Regions from separate parts of the Anser cygnoides genome. Here region 2 is linked to region 1. A link is a contact called in public Hi-C data. All regions are on one chromosome and are shown on one strand. The core of a region is the stretch at or near the end of the contact, and the rest is flanking DNA. Distances in the headings are between cores, read along the strand shown. Region 1 overlaps ST3GAL1 (ST3 beta-galactoside alpha-2,3-sialyltransferase 1). Region 2 holds the start of ST3GAL1 (ST3 beta-galactoside alpha-2,3-sialyltransferase 1).

The links. Hi-C and Micro-C count contacts between places; a contact is called where the count stands out from the background.
Region 2: a contact with region 1 is called in a Hi-C map of granulosa cells, with 1.9 times the contacts expected there. The contact joins the promoter of ST3GAL1 here to the enhancer-like site in region 1. A contact is called at or near these places in 3 of 7 Hi-C or Micro-C datasets (granulosa cells and liver).

Annotation. Positions count from the first base shown.
Region 1 is chr2:155,705,153-155,710,491 of Taihu_goose_T2T_genome, reverse strand. It overlaps ST3GAL1 (ST3 beta-galactoside alpha-2,3-sialyltransferase 1), which reads left to right. Exons shown (of 6, transcript XM_066990761.1): 4 at 3,337-3,382. Among named protein-coding and RNA genes, the nearest start is that of ST3GAL1, 67 kb to the left of the region's middle. Within about 2 kb of position 2,846, at least 1 of the 3 cell types and tissues checked has open chromatin away from gene starts, as enhancers often do.
Region 2 is chr2:155,771,620-155,776,958 of Taihu_goose_T2T_genome, reverse strand. ST3GAL1 (ST3 beta-galactoside alpha-2,3-sialyltransferase 1) reads left to right here and starts at 2,187. Exons shown (of 6, transcript XM_066990761.1): 1 at 2,187-2,358. The coding sequence starts at 2,212. LOC106043263 (a long non-coding RNA gene) reads left to right here. Exons shown (of 3, transcript XR_001211591.3): 2 at 1-15; 3 at 103-719.

The DNA.
Region 1 (5,339 bases), core at 1,597-4,096:
ACAAACAAACAAACAATTGTTCCAAGTGAGGAAGAGGCAAAACTCCCCTGTTCGGTCCAAGGACCTGCAATGAGGAATGGTGGTGAAATGGGAGGGAGTATTTGAGGTCGGTGTGGCTTGGCCCCATAGATGGAGGGCAGAGAGTGACACTGAGTGTCCTCCGCTGGCTTTTTCCTTCTCCTTTTCCCATTCAGACCCAGATCCCTGCATTTGCCTCTGAAAACCCAGCTAAAAACCATGAATTTCTGCTAAACCTCACCACAACAGAAGGGCAATGTCTCTGCCGTGCCAGTATGAAGGTGTCTCAGGACTGCGGCACATGGTGACTGACAGCTGTGCAGAGGAGGCACCCTTCTTTCCTTTGTCACCTGTGTGCCCTAGCCTTAAATTAGCACGTTTTGCCTGGCAATAATGTGCCACACTGGTATTTATTCTCTATTCTTTATGAGTACTTTCAGAATGAAATGCTGTTCTGCTTAATATATGTTTTGGCTGCACCTGAATTTGAAATACGAACAAAGCATATGTTTCTTCTGGACGCCTCCTAGCAGATTCTCTTTCCCCCTATAAGATGGCTTTTCCTAATTCAGAGGATGAAATGTATGACATTTGTACTGTGTATGAGGTTATCTGCTGGCTGTAAAGCCACAACCATGTGAGATTGCTACACATAGACAGAGCAGAGCAGATTATGTTATTCCAGAGAAAAGTATTTCAAGACATTTCAACTTTTTTTCCCAATTTCAGAGTCTCAGAAGATGAAAACCTTGCAAAAATATGTCCCTATTGACTGAGGATTAGACCTCCTTTTACAAAAAGCTTTTTGATGGGACAGCAAATGGAGTTTTAATTCTTCTTTTTTAAATTTTTCTTCTTTGCAAATTGATTTTAGATTCTCTTCACTTCTTAACATTCTCTTAATTTGTAACATTTTTTTTTCACCAGCACTTAATATGTCCAATCGTAAGTTTTCACAAAAAAAATAAATCCATCCTCTGAACACACTCATAACTCAGAAAAATCAACCCACTTGGAAAATCAGCTAAAAAATATCACTGACCTTTTTTGCAAAGCTTAGGGTTTCTTTTTTCTTTCATAAGCTATATGGATAAAAAAGGTTGAGAAGCTCTGCCCTTAAGCCTGGATCCAAGTGCTATTGGAATTGAGGGAAGGCCCCCAGCTGCCAGCAGCAGCCTTTCAGTGAAGCCCCTTGCTGCATCTTTGTAAAATCCATGTCTGTGCCAGGAAGCCTGCACAGGGCCAGTTGCTGCCACCATCACCCACCCATGTTTCCATCATTGTCACTGCTCTGTGCCCAAACTGCAAAGCCATTCACTGTGCTTCAGAGGTCACAGCAAGTGGGTTGCAGTGGTAAAGCTGAGTGAGCCGTAGTCTGGCTGGAAGATGTAACTGGTTGCCTACAAGGCGGTCACAGGAATAATTAGAAATCGCACATGAACGGAAAAATATCTTTGCCTAATAAGTTGCAGGATACAGATTTATAATTAGATTGTATACATGGGCTTGGTAAGCATCTGGTATAAATCAGTGTGTATTTACCACATGGAAAAAATACCACTGTTTTAAGATTTTGGGGGAAATTGCATAATTAATAAGCTGGAACATTCTGGGGTAATAAAACAAGACAATCATAAACACACAAATCATAACAATACATTAAACATAATTTTAGACTAATGGTAGAAACCTATGAGGACCCATTAAACACAATGTCAGATACAGTGTATGAGGAAACTACTGACTGTACATTGGTGAAAGGGAGAAAGGATCAAATAAAAATAAAACCCATTTGAAACTTATTTTAGAAGAGAAGAAATATTCACCACCTTACACTCACTTGCATGGCCATCAGGTCTCGTGAAGAGGCTGCATAGTGTCAGCTGAGGTCGGGTTAACCACAACCTAAGTGCACTCATATAGAAAGAAAAGCATTCCTATTCATTAGATTTCTATACAATGTTTGATTTTCTGTATTCTATTCAAATGAAATAATAATTTCCTAAGACTCAAAATCTGTGATTTATCTTATTTACCTCACAGCAGTATTAATTCATGTAATTTTTCTTCACTGTCCGAAAGAAAAGCCAAACAGCAGATATCCTTAATATTAGATATAATTGATAGCTGAATGACTCTCTCAGACTTCTCCCACTTGATTGATGGATGTCCCATTTCAGAGTGGGTCTGTAAGTCTGATCCAGTCTCTAAGAGGTAATGACCTTCTGCCTGCTCGGCAGCCCAAATTTTACATGACCTTAACAGCAAAGGTCTGCATTTGGCTTTAAGTAGCATGCCAGTACGCAATGTAGTTGTATGTAATTCTGCAGCTAAGTTACAGCAGGACTTAAGTATTGCTTCTGAAAAAAATAAAATAAAAATCCCATGATTGACATGACTAATTTACCGTCTGACAAGAGTTACAGTAGTCTCATGGCTGGATTAGAGCTGTCTACAAATACTGTCATGAATGCTCCTTTTGCACCTGGCTATATGTCTGTGAAATATGCCCTCCTTATTTCCTCTATATCACCTTTCTACTTTTTTCCTACTTGAATTTTCCTACTTGAAACAGCCTCAAGGAGAATTTTTTACAGCACTCATGATGAGCTGTGTGGTGTCAGCATGCGCTGTTCATGGGACACAAGGAACTAAAGACTTTTTTATTTCAAGGCATGACTCATGATTTCAACCCAGTCATAAGGTATGACCTGGAAGTTTTATGCTAGGAAATGCTGGCAGCCTTCCTCATCCCTCTGGGCAGGCAGGGAATAGCTTACTGGCGAGGGGCTGTGTACTGGGATGCCCGAGTTGCACATAACCACAGAAACGAGGAACTCTGCTACCACCTATTCTGAAAAATCATGTGGTAATTATAAGTATTAGGAGAGGAAAAGTCTCCCCCTGGTGGGAAAAGGTTTTTCTGCCATGAAATTAAATGAAAGCCGTAGCGGTCATCAACATGCAAAAGCTGCAACAGTGATGGTCCAAGAATTGGAAGTCGTGGGCTTCATGGCTGTACAGTATATATTCAACTAAATCCTTGATGTTCTACTTTCAATAAGTACCTTGAAAATTAAAAGATGTGATATCTTCCTATAAACTCTGCTTCAGTGAGAGCTCAGTTTTTTCATGCTGCATTACTTACTTGCAGCCTCGTTTTCCAACTACTAAATGTATTTATTACTTTCAAATCATTTGAATTTATTACTATACCTGAAGAATATTCTTTCTTTCTTTGAGAATACATAAAAATATTAATATGTTGGGCTTTTACTAATCTTGGTCATTTTGTTTTTTTTTTTTTTCTTTTAACAGCACGTATGTTCCAGTTCCACGGAAAATCAAAGTCAAAAAAGAAAAGGTGAGCAATGCTGGTCTGTTAATTTGTTCTGCTGATTAATTTGTTCTGCTGATTCAGTGTGGTTCTTTTGCCTCTGTGGGAGACTGCAAGAATCCAAGGAATTCCTTGACATCATAAAAACTGCACTCAAAATGCACACCCTTTACAAGGCTAAAGGTTGAGCTCCTATGTGCCGTTCAGGGCATGGGTCATTCACTAAATAATTGAAGTCGGGAAGAAACTGTTCTTGTGACTTTGTCATTGCGTAACCGCAGTTTTGAAGGTTGCATTGCTTCCTCTGGTACTGCTCAGGGAGATTTAAGGCGCTCCACTGGTGAGTGGTGCTCACTCTCCACAGCAGTTGTTCTGCTCCCTCCCATTGCAGTCTTTTAGATGTAAGGACACTCTGAGCTGTGGAAAACCTTTGCTGCTTTTTAAAAATGATTTGACTATTTGATCACGAAGGATGCTTCTTATTCCTGGGTAAGTTCCTTGCAATAAGGAACTAAGTGAACTCTGAACAAATAAAGTCATGTGTTTTCCAGTCAGTGAAGAACTCATGATGATAGTATCAGTGGCTCTTGGGGAAGGACCACAGGCCACAGCTGTAATAAATGTCTGTATATGAGTAAGCAAGCCTGGAGACTGGGTTCAGGCCACGTCCAGGCTGGTTTTGTCCCAGGTGCATTAATACTCCTCCAGACAATGTTCAAGCAAAATTTGGAAGACTGCAGAAACAAGGGAACATTACGTGTTTTTCACAGGGACAGAACTGAGTAATGTGGATGTAATCTCTGCCATGCCACTTGCCTCAAGGCTAAAGAAATCCTTTTGACCCATTTTACTTCACAGCATGGGTGTACAGAGGGCAATCAGTCAGTGAACATCACTTTCCTGAGAAAGCCAAAGAAAGATGGACAAACCCGGTGCCCACCCTACAGCAGTCAGAAGAGGCTCTAGCTCATGCAGCATCCAGACTCATTTCCAGAGTATGCTGTGGTTTAGTAGGCATATCCTACTGCTGGAGACAGAGCAGAATGGCCATTCCCATGTTGGACATCTAGCCACCATGCAAAGTCTTTTGTTGTTATAGCTGCATGTTATAACATAACCAAGGCAGGCTGTGTAGGGAGAGGTTAAAGATGTTTCATCTTCCACGGACCTTCCAGCAAAACGAAGGTCTCATTCTCTCAGTTTTTGAAAAGGGTTATTTTCAGAGGAGCTCAGGCTCCTAGTATCTCAAGGGCTGGTACAGTATGATGTCAGTCCAAGAGCATTAAAATCACAGACTGAAGCACATTCTTCATTCAGCAGGCCAGGTTTCGCCAAAGGCTTCAGCTGAGACCTTAAACCAGTAGCAGTTTATATCCCTGTGTTTCAATCGTGGGCCTCTGTGGGGTACTAAATAATCACTCAGCTCATCCCTACCTGTGGTGATGGACACATTAACCTCTGCAGAACCCTTGTGAGATATGCTATGGCAGGTTGTTAAACCGATGTCACAACTGCATAGCACCAGCCTGGGGTATGGCTGGAGGTATGCAACGGCTTCCCAAGCAGGGAGACAAGAATCTTGTATTTCCTCCCGCACAGTGCAATGCAAAACACCCCGTGAGAAGCGATTACACACAGATAAAATATCAGCAATTAACCTCTGACTCTGTAAAAGAAAAATCCCTGCAGCTAACCAGATAGCACTGAAACGCTGTCACTCTAATTACGAACACAGCATGGAGGGAAAAGCCTCTCAGCCTGATTCAGAAAAGACGGTTGAAACCAAGTGCTCCCACCAGTCCTTGGATTCACTGTTCAGTCATGTCTGATCTTAAGTGCAGTTTCCATTAGAAGTCCCCATAGTTTCCCCAGGAGATAACCAAACGTGATGTACGTCTTGCTTAAAAATAAATAAATCAAATCAAAAAATAACAAAAAAATAGCATTTTGAGAAATAGGAGAAATGTAGCTGACACACCCTGAT
Region 2 (5,339 bases), core at 938-3,437, 67 kb before region 1:
AATGAGTCCTAGAAGGTAAAAATGTGTCACTGTGTAATTGTTTGGCATCGAAGGAAATCCTGCACTGATGTAAAGCTCTCTCAGACACAGTTCTGCATCTAGGTGCTGTGAAGCAGATGCTGAGAGCACTGGCCGTACGTTCAGTCCCACCGAGCTCTTCCATCTCCTTGCCATACAAGCACCAACAGCAACCAGAGGAAGATGCTGCATGCTTTTTTGGGTTCTTTCCTCCTTGATTTTTAAAGCACCTTAACCCCGGAGTCAGATTCTGGACACTGTGGAGGCTGCTGAGGACCTGATCTAAATACCTGTTTCAAACCTCTGAGCAGTTCTCAGCTGCCACAGCAGGCTTAGGATCAGAGGACACCACGGCAGTTCTGAGAAATCTGAACAGATAGGACAGCAGTTCAGTGTTTAGTTTGCAACATAAATAAATAAGTAAATAAGGCAAGATGACCTAACTGGCTGAGATCAAACCATCTATCAAACATGGCAAAGTCAATTGCTATCAGATACCTTTATAAAGTTCACGTTCTTGTTTTCACTACTTATTACATTGTTCTAATGACGACATTTGTGTAAAGTAACTGCAGTGCCTCTTGCGCATCTAAATAAAGAATATTGTTCATTTTCTCAGCAGAAATAACATATATGTAGATGACCTGTCTCTCTTACCAGTCAGAACAGAGTTCAGAGTTCAGTTGTGGCCAATAATCCTAGTTTCACGGTTACAAAATTTTTTTTTTTCAGAAGTATTTAATCTGCTTCACAGGCAGCTATAGCAGTCAATAGGTGTCTCTGTACAATACCTAACAAACACGTATGATCAGCTGCGATAAGAAGACAGATTTCCCAGTAAGCCCATCTACATGGAGTTTGGCCTTGGAACGGGGACAGCATTTATATCGCTCTGGCAGGGTCAGCAATCGCTCCCATGATGCTGGCTGTGACAGCACGCAGCCATTGCAGTGCATTTCAGCGTGCACGAACACCTTGGGTCTTATTCAGCCCAAGTATTGGAGGATCTGGGGATGGGGCATCTGTTGGCCACGCTCCCACCCGTGCCTCCTCTTTCCTCCAGCAATAGCACGGTGATAGCGCTTAGCTTCCCCGCGAGTCTTTCAGAGCAAGCCAGCCATTGCTGAACAGCAATTTATTTACACAGGCGAGGAGAAATAGCTTCTTGGCAACTGCGTACACAGCAAATGCTGATTTTTCTATTTTAACTTCTGCTTCTTGGCCTAGCCGCGATGGCAGTTGGCTTGTTTGGAGGATGGCAGGTTACCTACTGAAAAGAGAGCAAATGCAGGGAGGGCAAACACCAGCCCAAATCTGCTCTCTCCCCTTGGGGTGCCCATTGTTACATTTTGCTGAAACACTTGACACTGGTTTTGGCCTCAGAGAGCTTTCAGAATAATCCAAAGGATTTCTTTGTTAATTGCAATCCCGGAGTTAAAATAGAAATGAAAAGCTGGACAATCCAGAGAAGTGAGGGAGTGGAAACAAGTTGGTGAGGCTGAAACCTGCACGGACTTTGAGCACCCACAGGATAGGTGCCTAAAGCCGGCATTGCGTCAAATAGTTTCACCAGACACTTTACCAGTTGCAAGTATCTGTCTGGGGGTTCTTTAACGACGCTTTTTAATTCCGCAGCATTTTATAGTAACCTTAAAAACGTCAGATACTGGACGCGAAGAAGGCATTATTTACTATGTGCTCTTTTTTTTTTTTTTTTGTTTTAATCATCATTAATGACGCAAAACGCGCTCTCCCCACGGGAAGCCCTGAATTTCTCTCCGCTTTCCCTCCTGCGCTCGGCGCCGGGGATCCGCGCGGGCGCAATTTTCAGACAAGGAGAGCTTTTGGGGCGCGGAGGGGAAAACGAGGGGGGGCGAAAGCGTTTCGGGGGGGGGGGGGGGGGGCCGACGCAGGGCGGTGTCAGGAGCAGGTATTTCGCCTCGGTGGATGGGGCGGGGGCGAAGTTTGGGCTGGCGGCCGGCGGGGACGGGCTGTGCGCGCATCTCGCCTCCTGCGCGCCCCGCGCCTCCTGCGCCTCCTGCGCCGCGCAGCAGCCGCGCAGCACCGCGGAGAGCCGCGGAAAGGGGGGCGGAGGGGGGGGGGGGGGCAGAAGGGGGCGGCTCCGCCTCGCCCGGCTCCGAGGAGGAGCCGCCGGGGGCCCCGGCTCCTTCCACGTGGCTGGGGGCGCGCTATATGAGCGGGCAGGAAGCCCTGCCGGGGAGGGAAGGGGAGGGACGGGGGAGCGGAGGCTGCAGCAGCTCGGCGAGGATCCGGCAGCGATCGGTTCGCCCTTTCCCCGGCCATGGGGTTTGGCCGCCAGCCGGCCCCCGGCGCCCCGCCGTGAGTACCGGGCTCCCTCCTCTTCCTCCTCCTCCTCCTCCTCCCCCGCTTACCTGCAAATCCTCCCGCTCCCCCTGCTGCTCCTCGTTCGCTTAAGTTGGTTGTTATTATTATTTATTTTTTTGGGGGAGGAGGGGGGGTGGCGGTGTTATTGTGATCATCTGGAGGCAGAGGGTGGCCCCGCCGGAGCCCGCAGCATCCTCCGCCGGCCGCTCCGGAGCGGGGCGGCTGCGCCCCATCCCGCCGGGCTGCGCCCCCCAAAAATCCCCGCAGAGGGGCAGAGGTGGGCTGGGGGGCACGGAGAGGCTCCGGGCAGCCCCCTTCCGTGGCTGGGTGGCTGGGGAGAAGCCTAACGGAGTCCCACAGCCCGCTGTTTGTATGGATTCATTTCTTTGCTTATTTATTTTTTTCACTTGGGTGGGCTGTGCGGCGAGGGAGGGAAGGCAGTGTTGCTCCGTTAGGGGAAAGCAGGCTGGCTGCCTGAGGTACCAGCACATCCCTGCTCGCAGAATGAGTCTCCAGCGGAGTATAAATAACTAATCTCCGAGTTTGTTTGTTAGGTGTGTTGGTGTTGCGCTGGAGATGTCTCAGCAGCGAGCGTGGAACCTTTGTCCTTGTAATGATTGATTTTAGTTTTGGCAGAAACAGAAAACAAACTAGTTAAAAAATAAAAAAATAAAATGCCTGGATGCATATTTACTCCTTTGAGACTTGCAGGATTTTTCAACTATTTGTCAAGGTTGAGTGTGTATGTGTCCAACACACAGAAATAACTCTTTCATATAATTGTAAGTCTAAATTATATATTTGCCTGCTGGGCACACATGTTAAAGGAAAAACCTCCCTAATTATGGATCCTTCAGAGAGATTGGAAGGGTGACAAAGCCCTTGTAATCTTTTGGGTCAATTTTCATAAGCTCCAAAAGCCCTTTTTGAAAAGGAAATTAAACTTCAGTGTGGAAAAGAGACAGGAAATTCGAGGATATGAAAAAGAAACTCCACCTTTCCCTCTGATCCTGTCCCCAGGAGTTCCTTTACATTGGTGCCCTTCGGTGACAGAAGGGAAAATGAAGAGCCAGCCGCCTCTAAGCAGCCTTCCTGCCGCTTGGCAGTTGAGAAGATACTCAGTTAGCAGCAGCACGCTCCTCCTGGGGGTTATTGACATGGCTGTAGCTGGAGGGGTGGTCGTGGGAAGCATCTGCTTTGAAACACTTGGATCTCCGCTCCTAGTGTCCCGCGCGGTCCATGCCAGCCAGGGCCTTCTGCAGCCGATATGTTCACCCCTCCTCAATTCTTAGGGCTTTGTCCAAAGCCCGTGGGGCTCTGCCCACTGTTTGTAAGGGATCGGCAGAGCTGCTCTCCGGTTAGAATCTGGGGTTTGTCCCAGGGCCCCTCTCTGGCTTTTGGCAGCGGCCGGTGGCTATCTGCAGGGCATGGCTGTGCTTGAGGTCCCTTCTGGGAACTTGATAGCTTCTAATCTGTTTGAACGCACTTCCAGGCTGAGGCTGGGGGGTGGAGAAGGGAATGACCGGATAAAAAAAAAAAGGTGGATTTTTTTCTTTTTAATAAGTTAAGGGCACTTGTTTTCTTGATTATCCCTGAAGCAGTAAAAACTCCAGTGTGGGTCCACAGTGAACTTGGTGCTCTTCCTCTGCCGATTTCTCACTTTATTTACTCTATTTTGGTGCTGCTGTAGGATAACATTTCAGCAGGTTTAAATCCTTTGCCTCAGCAAAGACAAAGCCCCAGACTGTGGTCCTCCCAAACCTGTTTTTTTTTTCTCCTCAATAACAATAGTTTTTTAAAGTACTCTCCTGTCTGATATACTTGTATTTTACCTTTCTGCTAGTAGCATGTAAGAGCACAGTCTCGGACAAAGCAAAAGGAGAGAAAAATCCAATTCCCTATTCTTTTGGCTCACTCAATTTGTGCACAGTTGGACTGTGCAGTAGAGACAGCTGTTTGTATGAATTTTTCACGTATCCCGACCAGAAAGGTACCTGCAGCCTTGCTTGCAGTTTTTCTTCCAAACTTGATGATATTAGTAATGGTGATAGCATCTCAGCTGAGGAAGGGAACTTTTAACACTAAACATCACTTTGTTTAAGGCTTTGTATCTGCTTATCAATTTGATTTTCTTTTGATGGAAAACTGGGAGTTATTTGAGGGGAAATTAGGGTCATGCAGATAGCAGTTCCATCTTCTTGGCTACAACAGCATCTTTTATCCCAGATACATTGTAAATGCTGTCATTAAATGATAGCAATAATATGTTTTTATTAAGAGCTTCTTTCAAAAGTATTTTCAAAAGTGTGGTGAAGCAGAAATGTGCTTTTGAAAGCAGAGGAGTAAGAGCAAATCCAGCTCCACAGAAAATTTAAAGTGCTGTTAATCCCACCACCTGGTGGAGCTTTTTATGGTGCCAGCTGAGGGAACACAGAATAAGGATGCATTTTTGTGTTTGGTTTTATTAGTCAGATGCTCTGCGTAGAGTTTCTATAACTTTTTTTTTCCTCTCCTCACACCAGACTCTCTTACCAGTCAGAACAAACAAATTGTGGCGAGTACAGTTGTAGCCAATAATCCTAGTTTCACAGTTCAAGTTTTGTCAGAAGTATTTAATCTGCTCCACAGGCAGCTATAGCAGTCAATAGGTGTCTCTGTACAATACCTAACAAACACGTATGATCAGCTGCGATAAGAAGACAGATTTCCCAGTAAGCCCATCTACATGGAGTTTGGCCTTGGAATGGGGACAGCATTTATATCGCTCCGGCAGGGTCAGCAATCGCTCCCATGATGCTGGCTGTGACGGCAAGCAGCCATTTCAGCGTGCACGAACACCCTGGGTCTCATTCAGCCCAAGTATTGGAGGATCTGGGGATGGGGCATCTGTTGGCCATGCTCCCACCCGTGCCTCCTCTTTCCTCCAGCAATAGCACGGTGATAGCGCTTAGCTTCCCCGCGAGTCTTTCAGAGCA